Regions from separate parts of the Sus scrofa genome. Here all the other regions are linked to region 3. A link is a contact called in public promoter capture Hi-C data. All regions are on one chromosome and are shown on one strand. The core of a region is the stretch at or near the end of the contact, and the rest is flanking DNA. Distances in the headings are between cores, read along the strand shown. Region 1 holds the start of MXD4 (max dimerization protein 4). Region 2 holds the start of NSD2 (histone-lysine N-methyltransferase NSD2). Region 3 holds the start of GRK4 (G protein-coupled receptor kinase 4).

What was found. Promoter capture Hi-C pulls out the DNA fragments that hold promoters and counts their contacts.
Region 1: a contact with region 3 is called in a promoter capture Hi-C map of liver, with 4 times the contacts expected there. The contact joins the promoter of MXD4 here to the promoter of GRK4 in region 3. A contact is called at or near these places in 1 of 5 promoter capture datasets (liver) and 1 of 47 Hi-C or Micro-C datasets (liver).
Region 2: a promoter capture Hi-C map of liver shows a contact between it and region 3, with 2.6 times the contacts expected there. The contact joins the promoter of NSD2 here to the promoter of GRK4 in region 3. A contact is called at or near these places in 1 of 5 promoter capture datasets (liver) and 1 of 2 datasets of contacts at active chromatin or transcription factors (alveolar macrophages).

Annotation. Positions count from the first base shown.
Region 1 is chr8:1,215,543-1,219,117 of Sscrofa11.1, reverse strand. MXD4 (max dimerization protein 4) reads left to right here and starts at 2,311. Exons shown (of 6, transcript XM_003482330.3): 1 at 2,311-2,537; 2 at 2,638-2,737. The coding sequence starts at 2,474.
Region 2 is chr8:936,947-940,673 of Sscrofa11.1, reverse strand. It overlaps NSD2 (histone-lysine N-methyltransferase NSD2), which reads right to left and starts at 1,842. Exons shown (of 22, transcript XR_002346526.1): 1 at 1,781-1,842.
Region 3 is chr8:1,736,316-1,739,895 of Sscrofa11.1, reverse strand. It overlaps GRK4 (G protein-coupled receptor kinase 4), which reads right to left and starts at 1,936. Exons shown (of 12, transcript XM_021100943.1): 1 at 1,313-1,936. The coding sequence starts at 1,364. It overlaps NOP14 (nucleolar protein 14), which reads left to right and starts at 1,925. Exons shown (of 18, transcript XM_005666511.3): 1 at 1,925-2,263. The coding sequence starts at 2,069.

The DNA.
Region 1 (3,575 bases), core at 1,062-3,561, 520 kb after region 3:
CTCTGCATGCTCTGGGCGCTCTGGGCTCCCGGCCGCAGGGCCCGCCCCGAGCAAGGCGTGGCTGGAGGACACGCCGGTGGTTCCCACTGCCTCTCTCCTTCCCCTACCCACTGCCTTCTGGCCCACACGTTGCCCCCCGGAGCTGCCCCCTCGGTCTGGGACCCAGATGCTGCACCCGCACCAGGTCCTCTTTCTTGCCCAGCCCCTCACTCCCACCACCAGCCAGGCCCCTTCTGGCCCCGCTTCCCCAGGGAACAGTGGCGCCCACGCTCACAGGCAGTGTGGACCATGCGGGCACTGGGAAGTGGCCTGTTCCCAGTGTGGCTGAGGGAAAGGTCCCCCAAATAGCCCAGATGCAGCCCAAGGCAAGATGGGGACCCCCCCCCCGCCTCCTCTCAGGCCAGGAGGCAGCTGGCACAGGCTTCTGTAGTCACACCTGGGCACCATGCTGTCCACTGTGCTACAAAGCACACCTCATGCCCCACAGCAGAGAGGAGGGTAGGCGTCCAGCAGGTGCACTCACACAGGCACAGGTTCTGGCTTTAGGACAGGGACCAGCAACCCAGCCCTCACATAAGCAGGGAACACCCTGCCTCCACTACCCCAGAGCCCAGAATGCACCCGGCTGTCCCCGAGCTTGGTGTCCTCCTTGACCTCGCTCACAGGTAGACCTGGAGGCCACAGCACCCAGCTCTTGAGAGGGACGCTGCCCTGGCCCTGGGTGGCTGTGGGGCAGGAGCAGAAGGGGCAGGGGTTAATGCTGTGATTTTAATGTCCATGCAGGGCTGTCTAATGGCAGTTTCCAAGTCCCTCACCGGGTCCTGCCACCCTCTGGGGGCACACGTTCCTAACCCCATTTCTCAGGTCACCACAGTGGTGGCTCCCACCCCTGCAAGTTGTGCTGGACCAGGAGGTGGTTTGGTCTCCATGCCGAGTCACTAGCCCTGGCCAAGCATATGGGAGCACTAATCCATGGGGGAGGCAGTGGGGGGGGGGAGGGTGCTGGGGAGGGCAGGGGTGGCTGGGAGACCCTGGGGAGTCCCTAACCTCAGGATTCCCAGCTCTGTCAGTCCTTCTCGAAACAAGGAAATGCATATAAAGCTTTCAACAGGCCCTCAGGCTGAAACTGTGAGGTTTTTAGTTTTGTCCTGTTGTGCTGGCAGCAGCAGAGTGTCTGTGTTGGAGGGGGTGTCCAGCCACCTTGCACCCCAGAATCTCCAGCTAGCTGGCCCCCTGTACAGGAGCTCCCAGGCCATCAGTCTCAACGACCAGTGAGAGGGAAAATTAAGGAGGCCTGTGGCCAGTCTGGGGCTGCCCCTAACCTGCCAGTCCCTGCTCCAATGGGGCCAGCTTAGGGTCAGGCGTCACTAGGGCCACCTGCCAGCCCGCCAGCCGGGAGCTCTCGCCCCTCCCACGAAGGGCAATTCTCTTCCCTAGAAAGCGCTTCCATGGCCAGAGGGGACAAGCGCTCGCCTCTTGGAATGTCCCCACCCTTTGGGCCAGACAGGAGCACGCAGCCCTCCACTCATGGGAGCCCTGCGGCGGCAGATCTTGGCACCCTTCTCTTCTCACATCCTTCCTTCAGCCCTAGGGTCCACTGGGCAGCTCTGAGGGACCCCTGCAGCTCCGGGCCTCAGTTTCCTACTGAGATCCTCCGTCTAGGCCCCTCTTCCAAACCCTAGCCTTTCCTGGGATCGCGCTGTGTCCGACGAGGAGGGCTGTCGTTTTGCAGCCCCACGAGAGACCTCCGAGGAGACCGCGAGGCCCCGAGCTTCCGCGAAGCCAGTTATGGCAGCAGGCCCGGGGCGACAGGTTCCTGTGCACGGTGTGTGCAGATCCGGCGCACCGGCGGGGTATTTGGGATGCTCCCTGCGCCCTAACGGGCCCTGGCTCGTGGCCGGGCGGCAGGCGATCCCACAGCCCTCTGCTTCCTCTCGGCAACGCGTCCGGCCGCAGCGCCCTCATTGGCTGCGCGCCCCGAGGCCGGCCATTGGTCCGCCGTGCCTATTTTACATAGACCGCTCTGGGCCAATCGGCGCGCGGCGCCTACTTAACATGCACGCCTGCCGCCAGTCAGCGAGCGCGGGGGCCGGGCCACCACGTGCTGTTGCTAAGCTTGGGCTTCTAAATTGTTACTACCGCGGCGGGCCTATCGGAACCGAGCTTCGCATCTGTCAACATTCTCGGCCCGGCCCGAGGCGTTCGGCCGGCTCCTATTGGCCCCGACCCAGTCCGGTGCCCGCCCCCGGAGCCTGATCGCCGACTCCCATTGGTTGTGCCGGCCGCCGCTCGCCCTTATGTGTCAATTTGAGGGCCCGAAGCGGAGGGTGGCGGCCGAGCGCGCTAGGAGTCCGCGAGAGTCGGGGAAGTGGAGCCGCAGGGCGCGCGGGGCAGGCGGCGAGCGGAGCCGGCCGGAGCGGGCCGGGCAGCGGCCGCCGCCGTCCCGGAGCGCGCACGCGGGGTGGGCGGGAGGATGGAGCTGAATTCCCTGCTGATCCTGCTGGAGGCGGCCGAGTACCTGGAGCGCAGGGACCGAGGTAGCGCCTGCGCCCCTTTGTGCGCCGGGCCGCGGGCGGGCGGGCGGCGGCGGGGCCGGGACCCGGGCGGGGGCCAGCTGACCGCGCCGTCTGTCTGCAGAGGCCGAGCACGGGTACGCCTCGGTGCTGCCCTTCGATGGCGACTTTGCCAGGAAGAAAACAAAGGCGGCTGGCCTGGTGCGCAAGGCCCCGAACAACAGGTACTACCCCCCGCGCGGCGCCCCCAGGCCCGGGGCTTACGCCCCGGGAGCGCCCTCCCCCGGCCCGACCCCAGCCTGTAGCCCGGCCGCCGCCGCTGCACGCCCCGGCGGCCAGCCTGGAGGAGGAGGCATGCCCGGGCCGCGACAGCCCCTCCCGGCCGGCCCCGCCCGCGCCGTCGCCATCTTCCCGCGGGCCGCGCCTCCTCGGACTCTCGCGTAAACAGTGCCACGCGTACAGCGCCCGCCGCCCGGGGTCTCCTCCCGCAGTCGCTCCCCGCCCCCAAGTTGTTCTGTACTTTTCCTGGCAGGAAAAAAAGTTGTCAGGGGCGCTGGCGGATCCCCGGTGGGTTTAGGGAAACTGAGGTTTGGTGCAGGGCAGCGTGGGGCTGCTGGCCGCGACCTCTGCCCCCGCGGGCGGGTGGGCTGCACTGTCTCCAAGGACCGAGCCCCGCCACTGGACTGAGTCCTCCCACCCCAGGGACCTGCACAAAGAAGTGTGGAAGCCCTGCCCTGGGCCTTCAGCCCTCGCACGGTGCCCACCGCTCCTTCCCAAACTCCTGACACAAGTGAAACTCCAGCGACCCGTGCGGGGGGAGGGTGTCCCCTTCTTTGGGTCAGAAGGCCCTTTTTAAGGGGGCCGGAAGAGCTTGTGGGGCCACGTGCAGCAGCCTCTCCCAGTGCCAGAGACCCCTCTTCTTGCTCTGGCCTTGTACCCTGGCTGTAGGCGCCTGAACGTGGGGGTGCATATCCCTGGGTGGCAGTGAGGACCTTCCGGTAGGGTTTCTGTGGGATTACACTCTCCTGGCCGCTGTGGGGACCACGGCACACCTGGCACTGC
Region 2 (3,727 bases), core at 593-3,092, 800 kb after region 3:
TAAATAAATCTTTTAAAACTGGACTACTTGAAGGAGGAAAGGTCATCTGAATAGAAGGAAAGCCCGACACACTTTCCCGTAACCAAGCCACAGGGTCTCTAATTTCCGCAATTCTGACTCATTCATGTGATTCCTCGTATTTAACAAGGTACGGTTTTATTTGGCCGTGCCCACAGCTTCCAAAGCCAGGGATCGAACTGGTGCCACAGCAGCCACCAGAGGCACAGGAGTGACAATGCCAGACCTTTAACCCACTGCGCCACCAGGGAACTCCTTAAGAAGGTACTATTTTAACAGCCCTGTGTAAATCAACTGAATAAAAATCACAAGCGGAGTAGCCACACATGGTAGCCGGTTTATCTGCTTTGTTCTCTGTCTCCACAAATTTCAAGTCAGTTTACATGGTACGCGTGGATAAATGCGTGCACACAGAATGACAAACTGCCCGGCACCTTCCGAAATTTACCACGTTATTTACCTGACACTCTTAGATTGGAAGGTTTACTGCTGAAGGCAGAGGCCAGCCTTCTCGGCAGTCATGCAGGCAGGAGGGAGGGGGCTTTGTGCTACACTGATCAGCGTCGCTCACAAGAGCTCACACGGACTCAGCCCTGCAGTCAGTCCTCACTTTAACCACTGGCCCAAACTGAAGGCTGCTGGGCGTCTGAGAAAATGGAAGAGACCGAGAGGAAATGACTCAAAGTCATCGCGCTTAAGGCATGCGTCTCTTCACTTCCAGTCGGCAGTTTAGATTTGAACTCGGCTGAGGGGTGCGCAGCACACGTCAAGCACACCAGGAAGGGGCCGCGCTGCCAGGACTGCTTCCTCCGCGCTCCTGCCTGGAGGTGGGCTTCTTTGCCGCGGCTCCCATCACGTTTAACTCTGTGACGAGGACATTTAAAGCATCTGGGGAAATAAGAGAGCTAAAGTCCCAGCTGCATAAATGAGACGGCTCCTAACTTATTTCCCACCGTGGCCTTATTTTCAAATGCACGAAACACGAGCCGCTATCACGGATGCGCGGTGCCGACGTGAGCTTTCCGCTGCCGAGGGGTTGGGGCACGCGCCCCTCGGCGTCATTTAAAGCCGAGACCCGGAGAGGGTGAGCGCGGTGTCAGGACGGGGGGGACCTCACCCGCGGAGGCGGCCTTCCCTCCCCAGGTCCTGGGACGCACACGCAGCCCAGCAGCGCCCGATGACCCGCCCGGGGGGCTGCACGCCCCGCCGACACTAAGTTTCCACCAGCGCGGCAGACCCACCGCCTCGCCAGGGCACCCAGGGGAAGCCGCCCGGGCTGCCCAAACGCAAGACCAGCATTTTTTAAATGCCGAGATTTTAAACCGCCTTCTCGCCAGTGGGGCAGGGCCGGCGTGCGGCCGGGGCCGCCCCGCTGCGTGTCCGGGCCTCGCGGCCGCTGTCCGACCGCCGCCAGCCCGGGCCGGGGCCCCGCGCCTCCACCTGCCAAGGCCCGGCGGCCCCGGGCGCCGGCGCTGACCAACGGCCGGCGTCCGAGTGTCAGCGGCCCCTCCGCAGACAAAAAGCGACCCCGGCCCCGGCGCCCCTCCCACCGCGGCCGGCCCGGCCCCGGCCCGCGCCTCACAAAGGCCGGGCCGGCCCGCTCGGCGCCGCCGCGAACAAAGGCCCCGGCCCGCCGGCGGCACAGGTGCAGCCGCCGGCCGCCGGGCCCAACATGGCCGCGCCCGCCCGCCGGCCCCGGCCCCTCAGCCCTCCGCCCTCCGCCCCTCAGGCCCGCGGCGGTTGGGCCGGCGGCGCCAGTGACCTGTTGTGCGGCGCATCCTCCGGCGGCAGCGGCGGCGGCGGCTCTCCGGCGCGGCGGCTCCGGCGGCGGCGGCGGCAGCGGCGGCCGGGGAGGGGGCCCGGGCCGGGGCCGCGGGGGAGGGAGGGAGGGAGGGCCGCGGAGGGGAGGGGGCGGCGGCGGCGGCGGCGGCGGCGGCGGCGGGCGCAGCGCGGCCAGGCCGAGGCTCTCCGCGCGCGACGCCGACCCCGCCCCCGCGCCTCCCGCCCGCCGCCGCCGCCGCCGGGCCGCCGCCGCCTCACAGAAGCCGCGGGAAAGTGCGCGCCGCTGATTGGCTGCCGCGCTCGCGGGGCTGCGGCCGGGCTTTTCAAATCCGCGCGGGGCGGGGCGGGGCGGGGCGCGCGGGCGGGGGGGCGGCGGGGGCCGGAGGCGCGGGCTGGGGCTGGGGTCAGGGCGCGGGCTGGGGCCGGGGTTCGAGGGCGCGCTGAAGCCAGGGAAGCGGGACCCCGCCGGCCGCCTCAGACCAGCGCCGGGGCGCGCGCCCTGCTCCCGCTACTCGGCCGGGCGCGCGCCAGGCGACGGCTCAACCGAAGGCCCGGAGCCCGGACTGGCCGTCCGGAGCGCGCGCGTGGTGACGTCACGGCCGCGCGCCCAATCGCCGCCCGCGAGGCCGCCCCGCGCGATCGCGGTCCCGGCCCCGGCCCCGCGGCGCGGCTCCCTCCACGCTGGCTGCAGGCCGGGCACCCGGGTGATCACCCACGCCCCTGCCTTGGGGCGGAAAGAAGACTCCGGTTAGGAGGCTCTCTGGCGCGGGGCCTGCTCGAGCCGCCCGGATCCGGGAAGGCGGAGGTCAGGTTCCAACTGCCCCTGCACGCGAAACCCCGCTGGAACTCGCAGGGGAGCGCTGTGGAGGGAGCTCCCGGGGCTGCGGAGAAGGGTGCAGAGGTCCCCGCCATGCCTGCGCTCCTGGAGCCCACATTACAAACCTGGCATAAAGAGTCACAAACAACGACAGGGAGGAAGATAACAGGCCGGAGAGAGTCTGGCCGGCGCGGTGGAGGGGGGGGGGTCTTCTAGAGAATATCCGTGGGGCGTGCATTTAGACATTCCCCCCACCTCCCAGGCTCGGAACTGCCCTGATCTGGATGTCGTGGGGAATCCTGAAACTACTGGGGCTCCTGCCGTTCTAGTGAGGCTGGGGTGGGGAAGAGGGCCGGCCAGGCCCAGGAGTGCCAGCCTGTGGTCAGGATCCAGCTTTGGGAAGATCAGTCTGACTTGCAGCTGGGATAATGGACCTGTGTGGTGGACCCAGATGTGCCGCTGCGGACCCCTTCAAGGGGGCTCTTCCTGCCCAGCCACCAGCTGCCAGCTCCTACAGGGTCTGCTTTGGCTGCCGAGAGCCACGTCACTGCTGGTCTCACCCTTCCCAGGGGCAGCCACATCCCTGACTGAGGGGCTGGAGTGCAAAGGCCTGGCCAGCACTGCCAGTGCAGGACTCTGGTAGGCAGCACTTAAAGCACCCCGCCTGGACGTCCTTCCCACCAAAGCAGGGGACGCCAGAACCGAGGGGGGCCCTCCCCAGTGTGCCAGCGGAAAAGGAATTAGAGAACTGTTCACACTTCCACCCAAGCGCTCCACGGCGAGGTCCCGCTGTGTGCTGTACCCTTGCAGGGGACTGGGGAACCTGGCGACTAGAAGAGACACCTTCGTCACAGCAGTCACTGCCGGGAGTCACCTCTGGCCCCCAGGAGCCTCTGGAATGCGTCTAGTGGGTGGTGACCCATTCACATTTGCATTTTGCCACATCCCTCTCTGGGATCTGGATCCCTCTGGGGCACAAGCCTGGAAAACTGCCTCCCTCCCCAGTCCTTAAGTCCCTGCAGTATTTCACAAGTTTGGAATTAGGATTCCTCTTCAAAGAAAAAAATCTGCATTTAGAATAGTGCAATCAACATGTAAATTTATTCAAAA
Region 3 (3,580 bases), core at 687-3,186:
GAATCTCCAAATGCAGCGGGTGCGGCTCTAAAAAGCAAAACAAACAAACAAACAAAAAACCTGAGTTCCTGTTATGGCGCTGCGGTTAGTGAACCCAACTAGCATCCATGAGGACACGGGTTTGACTCAGTAGATGAAGGATTGCCATGAGCTGTGGTGTAGATCACAGACGAGGCTCAGATCCCACGATGCTGTGGCTCTGTTGTAGACTGGTGGCTACAGCTCCAATTGGACCCCTAGCCTGGGAACCTCCATATGCCGCCAGTGCAGCCCTAAAAAGACAAAAAAAAAAAAAAAGAAAAGAAAAAAGAATTTCTGATTCGGAATCTCCAGGGTGTTGAGAGAAAGGCACTTAGGACAAAATGGGAAAGGGGGGGTACTTAAAAAAAAACAACCCAAGTCTGAAACATCTGTGTGCCAGGTTCATTTCTCACACAGCACAGTATTCACTACCCCAATCACAAGATGAACTTACTGACGCTTTTCAACAGCATCCCCAAGTCCCCTGGAGCACCTCTTTGCACTCTGCACCCAGGACGGAAGCCCTGGGAGATGGAGCAGAAAACGCTCCTTCAAATTGTCTTAACTATGCAGCCTTCTGCAGGTACTTTCTGTTCTCTGACTCTGACTGCGCAAGAGGGAAGGGACGGAAGAACCACGGGCAGACGCTGCTGCCTGCTCTCCCATCTCTCCAGAGGCAGGAGAGAAGACACCTGGTCCTCGACAGAGATTCTACTCCTGGAGTCTCGAGCAGGGCGGAGCCAACTGCTGTTTTCACACTTAAGTCTTACTGACTTGTTCACTCAACACGTTAGTGGGGCTAAAATCCACTCTTGTCACCGTCAAGTCTGAGACACCTTCTCACACCTAAAGGCCAAGAAGCTATGTCAAAATTAACAGGCTAAACACCCTTGGAAGGGCCTCGCCAGGGTAGATTACAGGATTCTCCTCTTGTCCTTTAGATCCCACCAAGACATGGTTCTCTTCTGCTGGCTTCACTCGCTGGCCTGGCTTCCTCCCTCTCAGGTCAGTAGGACACGGGTCGCCTGGTGCTGAAGCAACGCTGCGACCCTGCGACTTCAGACGGACCAGAGCAGAGCGCGGGCTACCTTCACTTGGGTCAGGCGGTGCTGAAAGGGGACCAAGCAGCTTAAGCCTTAGGGGGGCCCAAACTGACCCCTCGCCAGCCGACCGCGCCCGAGAGCGAGGCTGCGCGGACCGGCTCGGGATTCTGCGGAAGATCTGGGTCCCGCAGCAGGGTCCCCCGGGGATCGGGGTTCCAGGGCTGGTTGGGGCGCCGCTGTGCACCCACCTTGGCGCGCTTTCAGTAGCAGCGAGTTGGCCAAGATGTTCTCGAGCTCCATGGACGACCGCCGCCGCCGCCGCCGCCGCCGCCTCCGCCGCCTCTGCAGCCGCCGCGACCGGGGTTTGCGGACTCGAGGGGGCGGCGGCGGCGCGTCCTCCGCGCATGGTTCGCCGGGCGCCGGGCCGGGTGCCACACTGGGCTGCAGCCCCTCCACCGCCCGCTTCTGCCGCCGCCGCCGCTGCCACGGCCACCAGCCGCGCCGCCGCTGCTTCGGACGTTCCCGGCGCCGGCCTCCCGCCCGACCCTCGGGGTCCGGGGCGTGGGCGGGCCGGGGGGCTCTGACAGCCCGGCCGCCGCGGGTTCCCGCGGTCACTGCCGCCGCGCGGTGGCCCAGGCTGGCGGCCCCATGGCCCGGGAGGGGCTCTCCGGCAGGGGCGCCGCCGCCGCCGCCGCCTCCTGGCACAGCGCCGACTCCCGCCAACGGCTCCCCGGGAGAGGGAGCCCGAGCGCTCTCCCGCTGGCGTGCGGAGGCGGGCCGGCGCCGCGAGGGCCGCGACCGCTCCCAGGAGGCCGCGCGCGGCGAAGGCTGCTGGGAATTGTAGTCGCTCCGCCGCGGGCGAGTAGGCGGGGCCTGGGCGAGACGGAGTTTCTCCCGGCGTTCCCCTTCGCACGGGCTCAGTTCTCGCGAGAACCGGAGGGCCGCCCCGGGCTGCGGAGGTGCACGTGTCTTCTGAGTGGTTCTGAAGTCCGGCGAGTGTCGCGATGGGGAAGGCCAGGTCCGCCGGGGCGCGCGGGAAGGCCCTCGGGGCCCCGGCGGGCGCGCGGAGCGGCCGAGCGAGACCCAACCCCAACCCATTCGAGGTGAAAGTCAACCGGCAGAAGTTCCAGGTCCTGGGCAGGAAAACGCGCCACGATGTGGGGATGCCCGGGGTGTCCCGCGCGCGAGCGCTCCAGAAGGTAAACGGGGGGGTGGGAGCGCGCCCCCCGGGCCCGCGGCCCTACCCTTGAACCTCCGCGGCACGGCGCAGACTCGCGAGCCCTACCGCGGGGTGTGTGCCGCGCGGTGGCCCGGAGGCGTGGGAACCTTTCTGCGCCTGTTTCCTCGTCTGTAAATTGAGATGATGGGAGGACCCGCGTCCCGGGGCTGCGGTGAGGGAGGGCAGTTGTCACTTAGAGTCCTCGGACCAGCGCTTGGCACAGTTGGACGTCGTGTGTCGTGTATGCCCCGTGTCATGCCTCTGGCTTTGGGTGGGCTGGAATGACAGTCCTTGGAAATTTATTGTCCCTCCTTGGAGACCCAGCACACGTGTGTTTCCTTGTGGCTCCTTTGCAGGCGCCTCGGGCAGTTAGTCACTTCTCTGCTGCCGTGTCCCCTGTGCGGATCTCTTTCAGCCTGTTCTCCTGGAGACTCTGAACGCTGCTGGGTTAGGGATCCTGGGCCTTTTCTGCACAGAATGGGGGCTGCATAGGGGTGCTCCTGGATGTTTGAGGAAGAGTGCATCTCTCCTTTGCAGCACACAACCCTGTCCCTTGCAGGGTAGCTGAAATGCTACCCTCCTGGATGCTGAGTGCTTTCACGTTTTCTGTGCTGTGGTCTCAGAGCATTCTGTGCTTTAGGGTTCAGTTCAGGTGGCATTCTCCATGCAGCTTCTGAGACACGCTCCTTGGTTGGCGGAACAACATTGGGAGTTCCGCTGTGGCTCCGCAGGTTGTGAACTGGACTAGTATCCAGGAGGATCCCTGGCTTTGCTCAGTGGCTTAACCATTTGGCATTGCCACAGGCTGTGGTGTAGGTCACAGATAAGGCTTGTCTCTAGCATTGCTGTGACTGCGGTGTGGGCTGGCAGCTGCATCTCTGATTCAACCCCTGGCCTGGGAACTTCCATCTGCCACAGGTGCCGCCCTAAAAAGCAAAACAATGTTTATTATTACTCTGAGGAAGAGGTATCAGTAGGCTAATGAATTAGTAGGCAGAAGCACAGAGGACAAGTAGCTTTCCTAGGGTGGCACGACTGGTAAGGGCTGGGGCTTGCACTGGGTTTAAACCTCTCTGAAGCCTTTATGCGCCACTGGGCACTTGTGTTTCAGCTCTGTTCTAGCAGGTGGAGGGGAAAAGGTAAAGAAGCCGTCGGCCCCAGCTTCAGGGGCTCAGAGTCTGTATTCTCACACGGCTTGGGGTCCAGATGATCTTTGAATTAAATCAGGTGTCATCTTTTGCAAGGAGCGGGCAATAGAGGTAGACGAGACAAGCTTAGAGCTGACTCGAGTGTGTCC